Linked DNA regions of Oryzias latipes: all the other regions are linked to region 3. The links are chromatin contacts, called in public Hi-C maps. All regions are on one chromosome and are shown on one strand. The core of a region is the stretch at or near the end of the contact, and the rest is flanking DNA. Distances in the headings are between cores, read along the strand shown. Region 1 has its middle 23 kb from the start of irx6. Region 2 holds the start of irx6 (iroquois-class homeodomain protein IRX-6). Region 3 holds the start of irx5 (iroquois-class homeodomain protein IRX-5). Region 4 holds the start of irx3 (iroquois-class homeodomain protein IRX-3).

Region 1 (2,700 bases), core at 145-2,644, 160 kb after region 3:
ATCTATCCATTTTTCAAAGCCACTTAATTCCTTTAATGCTCAAAGTGACTAGAACCTAAAGCAAGGTACATCTTGGATGGGTTACTGGTACAATTTCTTTCTTCTTGTACATATATACAGTACAGACTAAAAGTTTGGACACACCTTCTCATTCAAATGAATGGGAAGGTGTGTCCAAACTTTTGGTCTGTACTGTATGTTAATATGAATTTATTTACCTTTTTTTCATATTCTTCTTTTTTTCTTGTAAATGCTGCTGGTAATGTTTTAGTTTTACCCATTAACGTTAGCACAGTATATCTTTAGTCTACTAAATTTCAAAGCTGAAGGTCACAAAGTCTATTATTTCTTTAAGTATAAGTAATTATAGAGAGGTTATATGATGATTAAATCCTGTTTAAGGCATAATTACAAAAATACAGTGCAGTGCACCGAATCATTAGACAGCATTGTCAAGTAGACAATCAGGGAACAAAGCCTGCAGACACCTGCTGCCTGGGGTGTAATTTCCTTAAACACCACCGTAACAGAGGGTGCAACACAGAGACAATACACTGCAACCAACTCATGACTGACCAAGCTCTGAGGCGGCCACCTAAATTTATAGGTGTTGCTCACCATATTACACTGGAGAAGCAGGCTTTTAAAGTAAACATGTGATTTTCTGGGGCGCCAAAGTCCACAGGTCTGCTCATTTAGTCTCTAATCCAACTGTAAATTTCAAGCCAGGCCGTCTCTTGTGGTTTGTGCTGTGAGCTATTGCTTACCTGTTGTACTTTCTTCTAGTGTGCCTTAAAAGTGAAGTTACTGAAACACTAAAGAGTAAAACATCCATTTTTGCCTGTTTTTTGATTTGATGAAAAACTCACAGTGTTTGAGTGAATGCATTACCATGCAAAATGAGAAAATATACATATTTCTTTTGAAAAATAAAAGAAGTAGGGTTTACTTTTTAATCTAAACACACCTCTTTTGTGATTGGTTCATGCCACTGAGTTTATACAAACACAAGATAACTCAAGCACTCTTCAACACGTTCCCTGTCAATGTCCTAACAGTATTTCACAGAAAGAAAAGTGAAATCAAATACGTTTAATGAGCCTTGATACTACTTATCACACCGACAGTTCATTTATACACAACTCACAACAGTCTATCTCTGAGAGAGGAAACCTGATTCTCTGTTCAGAACAAAGTGGAAAAACACATGCAGCATGAAGAGAGAATCAAACGGAGACCGATTTAGAAATTCAAGGGGATCAAATGGTAGCTTTATTAGTAGTTGAAGCTGTGGGGATAGTTGGAATGAAAGCCCGGTCTGTGTTCAGCCGAACTGGCTAGGTCAGGCAAGACACTCAGCGAGAGAGCACTCAGGAATGTAGGAGCCTTCACACCATCAACCAAACCCTTTCAGGTCATCCCATCCCCCTTAGCAGTACCAAACCACTGCTCTAATGTCTTTCCTAACAGGTACAGTGAACAGGAGGACAGCCAGGTAACCCAACGCTGATGGGATCACTCGGCCTCTTTGCAAGCAGGGCGGTCATTTTTTGTGATCATCATGTTAGCACGGTCACTCATGAGATGGCAAGCTTTTAAGTGAATGAGCTAAAGGTATGGGAACGACATCGCTCCTTGCAGCAAATGCAGGTGACGACAATCCAGGTCAAAGATTAGCTTGCGTCTTGCGGGGATGTGTGGAGCAAATCCAATATTTGCAGCAGGGACAAAAAGTAAAGCAGGCCAAAGAGGATATCATTCATAATTACAAGGCTTAGTCAAAGCAAATGCTCCCCTACAGAGAACTGCAACAATGGCCTTAATTACATTTTTTCTACAACCCTACCTCAAAGTAAAAAAAAAGAAAAAAACAGGGATGACAAATTTGGCATAGGGATTTCAGCTCATGGCTACTCTTGGTGCCAAATTCACTTTTTTGCTGGTTGGCAAGACAAATTATATTAACATTCTGCTTAAGAACTCTAAAACCTTTTGGCTACTTACCAACTTGCCGGTGCCAGTAACTTCATTAAAGAAAAAAATGCTTCTAGGAAACCTTTTCTCAGTTGCAATTACAAACAAGTACCTTCATGGAGCCCCCCGTCATGGGTGGGCTTGCAGCCCAGGGGCCACTGGCAAGCAGACAACCGATCACTACTTTCAATTGAAAACCAGTTCAGAGAATCCAGCTCAAGTGACTGCTTTGATGCTGCTAGCATCATAGTTTAGCCTTATTGTGTACTTTTTTATGCAATAAAAAGCAAACTGTGACCCATCCCTACCACCACACACGCTGAAAGACCAAACGATGAAAAACTGTCATCTCTTGGACTGACCACCTGGGCTGACCCAGCCAGAATGTGTAAGGTAAGCACAACAGAAAGCTTACACATTCCTCCTAAAGGTCTGAGTCTCTGCTTGCCGTCACTAATTATAAAAATGAAAGTCTCCCTGAGCTGCTTTTCCTAATTAAACATGCCGAATTTGCAATTCATAAGTGTTTCACAAAGCTGGCAACACTTACAGCTTTCCAACTCCTTATAGGCCCCAAAGATGTGGGCAGGCACATAATAACAAATTAATTTAGAGGAAAACTGTATTATTATTTATTATTATTATTTTGAAGGGCGGCAAACTTTTACATTACAGACTTTGAAAAGTCAGCAAATAAAAATGTTTTCATGTAAAAAAAGTAGACAT
Region 2 (2,700 bases), core at 69-2,568, 140 kb after region 3:
AAATGTAACCATTTGAAATTGCAATTATTTTTAGCTGAGGATAATTTGTAACTTTTTTGTAGAACTCACCTTTAAATTGAATACAATAATCAGCATAAAACGCATTCAATATTTCACCTTCAAGTTGTATGTTTAACAAAAAAAGTAAATATAAATAGGAAGGCATATATAGAATGTTGAATTAAGTTTGGTTTGGTATGATCCAGAAAGTTTCTTGCAGGACCAAAGTTATTTCTTCCTGAGCAAAGGCCTGGAGTGGATGAGAGCTGCAGTGAAAGCTTGGGGAAAAGAAACTGACCACTCCGTCCACTTCATCTCTGTGGAAAATCTTTCACAGGCGATTCACGTCTCGTGCTCGTGGCCCTTTGGCGCCCCTTGGAGAGAAAGGCCGTAATCGCAGACGGTCTCCTGGGGGAGTGTCAGGGGCAATTTGGCGCACGGCCTCAGCAGGAGCGGACCACGTGACTCCTCCTCAGCAGAGATCATCATTGCTGTCAGTGACAGTATAAATACGTGTAGGCTGCAGGGGGAAATGAATGGACCCTCTCCTCACAGGCTGTCCCAGCTCAGCACAGTAGAAAAGCACAGCTGGTTTGTGTTTATGGGGAAGAGTGAGGGCAGCAGTGATGACTGAGCTGCTGATCTAATAAGGCTTAAAATCATTTCTCCTTTCATTCAGTGAGAGGCAGCATCATTCCTTCCCCATCTTTCATGTGCGCATCATTCAATTAAAATGCAATTCTCGTCGCCCCCTTGCACGGATATTTAATTAGACTTGGGAGCATGGCTGCTAATATCTATTTTTTCCCCCGCACAGCTCTTCTGATTTCAGCTCAAAGGCAAATTCTCACCCTGTTACTCGTTGGTTAAACAAGGGCATGTATCCATTTGTTAATTGATACAATTACGCATTACCCGTGATGGTCACGTAGGTCTCCAGGCACGCATCAATCACGGGTCTATTGACCTGCCAAAAAGCGCTCTAACCGTTTCTGTTGGGACTGCCCCTCTTTCTAATAGAGAAAGATAGAAACATCACCGTAATTAACTCCAGGGTGGACCTGTGCTCGGGAGGCAGAGGCGAACTGAGGTCTAAAGAATAAAAAATAATAATAAAGAAAAAGAAAATAATCCGTTTTTTTTTCTTCAAAATAAACTTTTCTTGTTTTTAGAAAAAAAAAATCTTTATGACTCTGAAAACCTGTTTTATTATGTTTGTTCATAATAATTTTTTTACTGGCTCACAGATGCTTTTACTCTTAAGTGATAAATAACAGTAGTTCGATATTTCAAAAAATATAAAGGCTATAAAAGGAAATACTTCTCCTTTTGGTGGAAAAAAGGGTGAGGGGGAACAAGAAAGTGTACAGTGCACCTCAAGAAAAGCCTGCGCTGGTTGTGATTGGCAAAGACATTATTCTCTCCTTGGTACCCTGCCGTTCCGGGATTACAATGACGTCACGCTGATACCCTTGCATGGATGAATGCTAAAGAACTATAGAGCCACAAATAATAGCACAAGCAGAGTCCATATCTTAGAGGACTTACGTTATCCTTTAAGCCTCCTACAGCTAACACAACAACACTTTTTCTATATATTTTTTTCATTGTTTTATTTTTGCACTTAATGACGCTTAATTTAATTTATCATCGGGTCCTAGGGGGGGGATTATTCATTCATATAAAACAATCTGCAGCTGGTGCCTGCCTAAAGTCTTCCTCCTTTGAGTCAAGTCATCTATTATTGAGCGAAAGGCCGTGCGTGGAAATGTGTGGAAGACTGTGGATTTGAAGTAGAATTGGTTGCAATCGATCAAGGGTGAAGAATATTCTTGATGGTAACAAAAGAAGCAGCTATGTCTTTCTCGCAGTTTGGATATCCTTACAATGCAACTTCACAGGTAAGACCATTTCTAAAAATTGTTTTCAATGTTATGCTTGAGGCTATAGAAACGATAGAATATATTTTATTCACTTTAAGAATGTGTTTTTGAACAAACAGTAATAAGCCATATGCTGCTTCTTGTAGAACTTGTGCGTTCCGTGGAGCTTTTGTAATTAGAGTAAATATCCACATACCTGCGCGCATCCGTGTCCAATTACACTGAATTATGAATGAACTCACGTGTTTTTACGATGACAATAGAGATGAATGTCACCGACTGCGCACTGTACAAACTGGAATTGGGCTTTCACTTAAAAAAGTTGTATCATTATTATTACTATTTTTTATTAATTGAAATTGAAGAAGACGCAGCAGTGACGAACTTTCCTAAAGCTTTATCAGCAGGCAAAATGTATTGTTTTTAGCTGTTTTATAGAACTTATTTGGGTAAGTTCAACTCGAGACAGAAGTTCTCATGGAAAACTTAGGTGACAACTTTTTAGCAGTGAGATTTTTCAGCTTTAAACAGATTGCATCACATTTTACTTTTTTAAAAGATGTTTGGTTTTTTTTGCAAAACTTTGATCTCAATAATATTTTTTAAAAATGCTGGAGCAGTTGGATTTAGCGCATGCATTCTGCAAAACTCCACAATCTCTTAAAGTTTATCTGTGACCATGCGGTCATTTATTTTATGTTATTAAAAAAAAAGAAAAACAGATAATGTTAATGGTGCTGCTGTCCTGGAAAAAACTTACCTTGAATCATGAAAGGTTACAAGGAAATGAAACAAAAGCTTACGCAGAATAAATTAT
Region 3 (2,700 bases), core at 116-2,615:
ATCTCATTAGGCTATAAAGTAGGGCTGCTTTGTGTATGAGTCCTTATCCCCCCCCCCCCCCACTCCCCACATCGTTCAAGTTTTTTTTTTCTTCTTCATTTTTTAATGTGTGAGTGTGTTTCCAGTGTAACGGCGTCATCATTCTTTGCTCTCTTGAGGCTTTTTTTCAGAGCGTAAGAAACACGTGACAGCCAGTGCACACACTCTTTAGCAGCGCCTACAGCGATCCCTTTCGGCTTATCTAAGACTTGAACTGTGGAGTCAATCACCTGAATAAAAACGGCTTTAAGATGCCTGAAAAAAATGCCTGAAAGATGACAATATTTGTATTAAAAAAGAGAGCTTGTCCTAATATCTGTTTAAATATCACATGTTAAAAACAAGCAATTAACAACAATTACTAATAATTAATAGTCATAATTTTGTAAATAACATAGCTATGTTTGACATAATAAAATGCAGTAGCTATGCATGCGCCACGGTTTTAAACAGTGTTTATATTTATACTGTTTAGATTTTCAGAAAAAAAAAAAAAAAAGATTTGTATCTGCCGCGATCAAATGAGATTAGAGCCACTAGTCCATGCGGATTTGGTGTAGATGGCACTAATCTGCCCCGGTTTGAGGGTTTTATGACTTTTTGAGAGCCTGTATCTGAGTGGTTTATTCTCGAATCCATTGAGGAAAAAAATATTTAGCCTCATCCACCACAGTAAATCAGTTAAGCACAACCGATGACGCGCAAAACCACATTTCCACAAATCCAAACACAAAAAAAAAACTTTCTACTTGCTTAAGCTTCATTATTTGCTCTGTAACTTTCCTTATTCTAACTTCTCAATCGACATGTGTCTTACCGAATAACGTTCAGCTGCCGTTGGAGAGTCGGCGTGCGCAACTGTTGTAATCCACGTGAAAAGCCGCAGAACATCAGTCTGTTGATTTAAAGCACTTTTTTGCGGTGACATTTTTTTCTTTTTATTTGTTTTTAACGCGCAGAAAGACCAATAAAAAGAGCGCACTGCTGTGGTGCTCCCTCTGAATTCCTCCAAGCCCACATCCTGGCGCACAGCAGCCGATTTGTTATTGATCAAGTGTGAAAGTCGGGACTTCTGTTTGTTCTGTTGGGAAGAAAAGGAGCAAAGTTGGTGGACTCGCATGACGTCGTCATCCAAATGGGGGGGCTGGCAGGCGAACTTGAAGCTTACTGCATCGAGGCTTGTTAAAGAGGCAAAAAACAGAGAAACACAGAATGAGAAAGCTTGTTAGTTAACGCGAGAGGAGGGAGGGGTGAGGAAGAAAGAGAGGGAGACAGAGCGGGCATGGATTTGGGTAGGGCTGCGGTTCCCCAGCATAAGCTCTCCTTTCCCTTCGGTGACTACACCCAGAGAGGAGGAGCGTGGAGCGCAGCGTAGTAGGCGTCAGGATCCTCAATTTCCAACTTAGCATCTTGGCAGGACATTTTCCCAAGCAAAACCCCAGTCAGACGGGTAAAAAATAAAAGTTCTGCACTGGAATGAGAGCGGCGGTCCAAGTCCGGTGAAGGAGCAGCAGAAAGACGAAACGACACTGAACGTCCGACGGAGAGTTGCTGCCTGCCTGAAAAGCTTGTTTTGATTTAAACAGTCTAGCTGACTTCACCATTGTCACTTCGGAGCGGACGGGCAGCTGGTCTGCAGACACGCAGCTCTATGCGCTCCGACAGCAGCGCCTGAGAACATAATAAGGGGGAGAAAGTGCGCAAGTTAAGTGGCTTACACTCTCCGGGCTCCAGCAGCATGGCGTATCCTCAGGGTTACTTGTACCAGCCGTCCGCTTCTTTAGCCCTGTATTCATGCCCTGCGTACAGCACCAGCGTCATATCGGGACCCAGAACTGAGGAACTTGGGAGATCCTCCTCGGGATCTGCGTTCGCGCCCTATGCCGGATCTACTGCGTTCAGCAGCGCCTCGCCAGGCTACAACTCCCACTTACCGTACAGTGCAGACGCGGCGGCAGCTGCCACATTCACCTCGTACGTGGTGAGTAAATTAAAGGTGATTATTCCGTCTCTGACGAGCAGTAAAAGCGAGGAAAACAACTCTAAAAAGTGTCGAGCGAGTGAAATTTTAGGTTTGGGAAGAGACGTGCGCGTCACGGAGGAGCGCATTTACTTCAAATCACTGAATGGAAAAATTCAGAAAACAAGTTTCACAGAAAAACAGCCTGGTTCCCTCAGCTTTGTGCTTTCATGACCTTCTGTAGCGTTTTTTAAATTATTTTTTCAAAATCAAAGAAGTCTCGGAACTCTATGAAAAACAGAAACACGCCCTCATGGCAGCCCACGAGAGCTTTTTCCACTTTTATTTTTAAGCCAGACAACTGTCAGATTTTAGCGTCTAAGCAAGAAGTATATTTTCATATTTTAGTTGGACTTGGTTTGTTTTGCTTGTATTTGTTGACGCTCTGTGTCAACAAAATATCTCAAAGACTATTTGTTTCAGGCCTAACGGCTATAAAATATAACTGTGAGAAACGATAATAAAATAAGGCTCCATTGTGCCTGGCCTTACGTATCATCGCAGGATAATTTATACATTTATTAATCAAACATTTTGAATTTCTCTAACCAAAGAAGATTTAACGATACAATTTTGAAATAAAATTACAATAATAGGAAACTGAAATAAATAATAATGTTTAAGAGTTGGATTAAAGCCAG
Region 4 (2,700 bases), core at 174-2,673, 200 kb before region 3:
CTCCCTCTTGTCCCCCTCCTCCCCCTCGTGATCGCTCGTGTAAACATTCCCCTCTTCATCGGTGCGGTTCCGCGGGGCCCAGGTCATCTTGTTCTCCTTCTTTAGCCTCCTCCTGGCGTTGGCGAACCAGGTGGACACCTGGGTGAGGGTCATTTTGGTGATGATGGCCAGCATGATCTTCTCGCCCTTGGTTGGGTAGGGGTTCTTGCGGTGCTCACTGAGCCAGGCCTTCAAAGTGCTGGTGCTCTCCCTGGTGGCATTTTTGGGTCTGGACGGGTCACCGAACTGATATTGACCATATGGGTAAAAAGCGGGGTGGTGGTGGGCAAACCCGGGGTGCTGGACGCCGGGACTGTCTTTCAGTTCATACTGAGCCCCCTGCAAAGACAAAGAGCCAGAGGGGTTAGCAAGAACATAAGACACTTACTTTGGAATTGTTTAGCAGGAGAAAATAATCATGTGAAATGATGATTCAAAGGAATAAAACTGCACGAACTTCTACTAAGAAAGTAAACATTTAATGAATTTATTTTTTAAATAAAATCTCTGATAAATAAATCAATATTTGGACTAAATTGAATTTTTTTAAGCCAACACTTCACTTTTCCCTTTAACTTTCGTAGATGATTGTCTTTGTGGAAGGCTGGTACTTCAGTAGCAGACTGTACCATTTTCTTAACTCGTTGTTAGCATTTCTGGAAATTATGCACAAAGCAGAAACGTTACGCTCGACGTGTTAATGCGTCACTTTTTAACAGCCAATTTTCTCAAAACGACAAAGTTCAGTGCTCCGAAAGTTTGGCCAAGAAATGCGCACCGGAAAAAAAAAGAAAAGTTCCACTTATTTTCAGCAGAAGTTGAGGAGAAACTTAAGAGGAGACAAAAAAGAGAGAGACACTCACCAGCTGGTTGAAAATAGATATATCGTTTGTGTAAGGGAGGAAGGCTCCGTAGCCCTGCGCGGCTGCGGCGAAAGGAGATCCGTACATAGTGGAGAGGACGTTGGAGAGTGCGCCAGACGGACTGAGCTCTGTCCCAGCTCGGGCATTGCTGGCGATCCCTTGGCGCTCCGGCGGGTATATCGGTCGGATGTACTGATATCCCAGCTGAGGGAAAGACATGTTGGTGGCAAAAAAGAGGGAAAAGTCTGCTGCAACCTCACAAAGCAATGGAAATTGCCTCGATATCCACTTTTACAGTGTGAGCATGTGCGCAACAAAAGGTGCAAGCACGGGAAGTCTATATTTCCTCGGGAACAGCCAGTGTAAACGATCCGGTTGCGCCCCTTATTTCTTCCTCCTTTTCTTCTTTCCACCCTCACTTCCCTATTGATCTGGATGGACTAAGGTCAGGTCCTTACAGATTGCTTTAGATTATTGGGACTCCCTTGCTCAGATTGACATTTCTAGTCGTTTAGAAGCCCCTCCTATTTCTCAAATCTCACCCCTCTGCTACAAACTGCACACCAAACAGCGCGCGCGTTCTCTCTCTCTTCTTCCCTCCCTCTGCTCCTTCCATTCCTCCCTCCCTCCCTCCCTCCTTCTTTCTCTCCCTCAGATAAGTGCAGACGTAGCGAGCTCTTATTTGAATGGAGTTTCAAATCTCATTTTATGGATCGCCAATCTATTTCATGCGCTAAATGAGCGCCTGTCCCGTCACCGTTTTTCGGGAGGACATTTGGACATTTTTGCCACAAAAGCTAAAAAAAAAAGTTTTAAGATATATATTTTAATTATTTTAAAATGATTTTTTAAATTATAAAACTCTTATGATTTAAATAAAAAAAATAAAAAAAGGATACATGTCATTTCTTAAAATAAAAAAAGTATATTTGTAAGTACATATAAAATAAAACATGTACCACAAAAAAAACCAAAAAACTAATAGTAAAAACTTCCAAAAAATCTATCTGGTCCAGAATCTCACCTTTCCCCTTTCTTTTCCATGATCCCCCTGTTCCTCTGCTGCAGTTTGGAGGAGTCACGGACCCGCGCAAAAGCGGAGAAAAGTCCTTCTTTAATTTGGGACATCAAACGGCTCGCGTGCAAGCGCTCGACATCAAAGAGAGCCGTTGATGGGCACGTGACGCCGTTAATGAAGAGTCGGTGTAATGTGGCGACAGTGATAGCCTGACTGATAAACATTTCAGTGGATTGGGATGGAAACATGTTTATTCTGGGAAACAACATTAAGATTCCAAGTAACTTAAATCAATAGAAAAATACAAATATTACAATAATAATAATAATAATAATAATAATAATAATAATAATAATAATAATAATAATAATAATAATAATAATAATAATAATTCGTGACAGATTGTTCCACGCACGGCTTAGATTCAGAAATAATTTGGGGATATTAAAAGTGCTACATGGTTGATCTTCTGAAGAACAACACGCTCTTTCAGACAGAGCGCGATTTGAAAATTTGGAGGCAACCTGGTCTTTCTTGTAAATAATGCGGATTAAAACAAAACAAGAGAGTCAGAATTGAATTTCCATGAATCAAAAAGTGTGTGTGTGTGTGGTGAAGGGTAATCATAATCGCATTTCGACCCGTCTTTGTATCAGCATCTGCTTTGTTAATCGTTTGCAAAACAAGCGCAGAAGTTAAATTATTATTTCACGCACCGTATCCGGATCTAAGCCTCAGAGTCTTATTGACAGCGCCATCAAATCCCATCAATCTCAGTTC

The links. A called contact is a pair of places that touch in the nucleus more often than the background predicts.
Region 1: a contact with region 3 is called in a Hi-C map of embryo, with 3 times the contacts expected there. The contact joins the enhancer-like site here to the promoter of irx5 in region 3. A contact is called at or near these places in 5 of 5 Hi-C or Micro-C datasets (embryo, fibroblasts and gastrula embryo).
Region 2: a contact with region 3 is called in a Hi-C map of embryo, with 3 times the contacts expected there. The contact joins the promoter of irx6 here to the promoter of irx5 in region 3. A contact is called at or near these places in 5 of 5 Hi-C or Micro-C datasets (embryo, fibroblasts and gastrula embryo).
Region 4: a contact with region 3 is called in a Hi-C map of embryo, with 4 times the contacts expected there. The contact joins the promoter of irx3 here to the promoter of irx5 in region 3. A contact is called at or near these places in 5 of 5 Hi-C or Micro-C datasets (embryo, fibroblasts and gastrula embryo).

What each region holds. Positions count from the first base shown.
Region 1 is chr3:28,989,270-28,991,969 of ASM223467v1, reverse strand. No RefSeq gene overlaps it. Among protein-coding and RNA genes, the nearest start is that of irx6, 23 kb to the left of the region's middle. Within about 2 kb of position 1,394, at least 2 of the 8 cell types and tissues checked have an H3K27ac peak or open chromatin away from gene starts, as enhancers often do. A contact at or near this core is called in embryo and gastrula embryo, where this site is marked.
Region 2 is chr3:29,011,894-29,014,593 of ASM223467v1, reverse strand. irx6 (iroquois-class homeodomain protein IRX-6) reads left to right here and starts at 1,318. Exons shown (of 7, transcript XM_011493316.3): 1 at 1,318-1,901. The coding sequence starts at 1,836.
Region 3 is chr3:29,154,042-29,156,741 of ASM223467v1, reverse strand. It overlaps irx5 (iroquois-class homeodomain protein IRX-5), which reads left to right and starts at 1,365. Exons shown (of 3, transcript XM_004067314.3): 1 at 1,365-2,020. The coding sequence starts at 1,778. It overlaps LOC105357891 (a long non-coding RNA gene), which reads right to left and starts at 1,245. Exons shown (of 5, transcript XR_911697.3): 1 at 857-1,245.
Region 4 is chr3:29,355,109-29,357,808 of ASM223467v1, reverse strand. irx3 (iroquois-class homeodomain protein IRX-3) reads right to left here and starts at 1,423. Exons shown (of 2, transcript XM_011493347.3): 1 at 903-1,423; 2 at 1-378. The coding sequence starts at 1,121.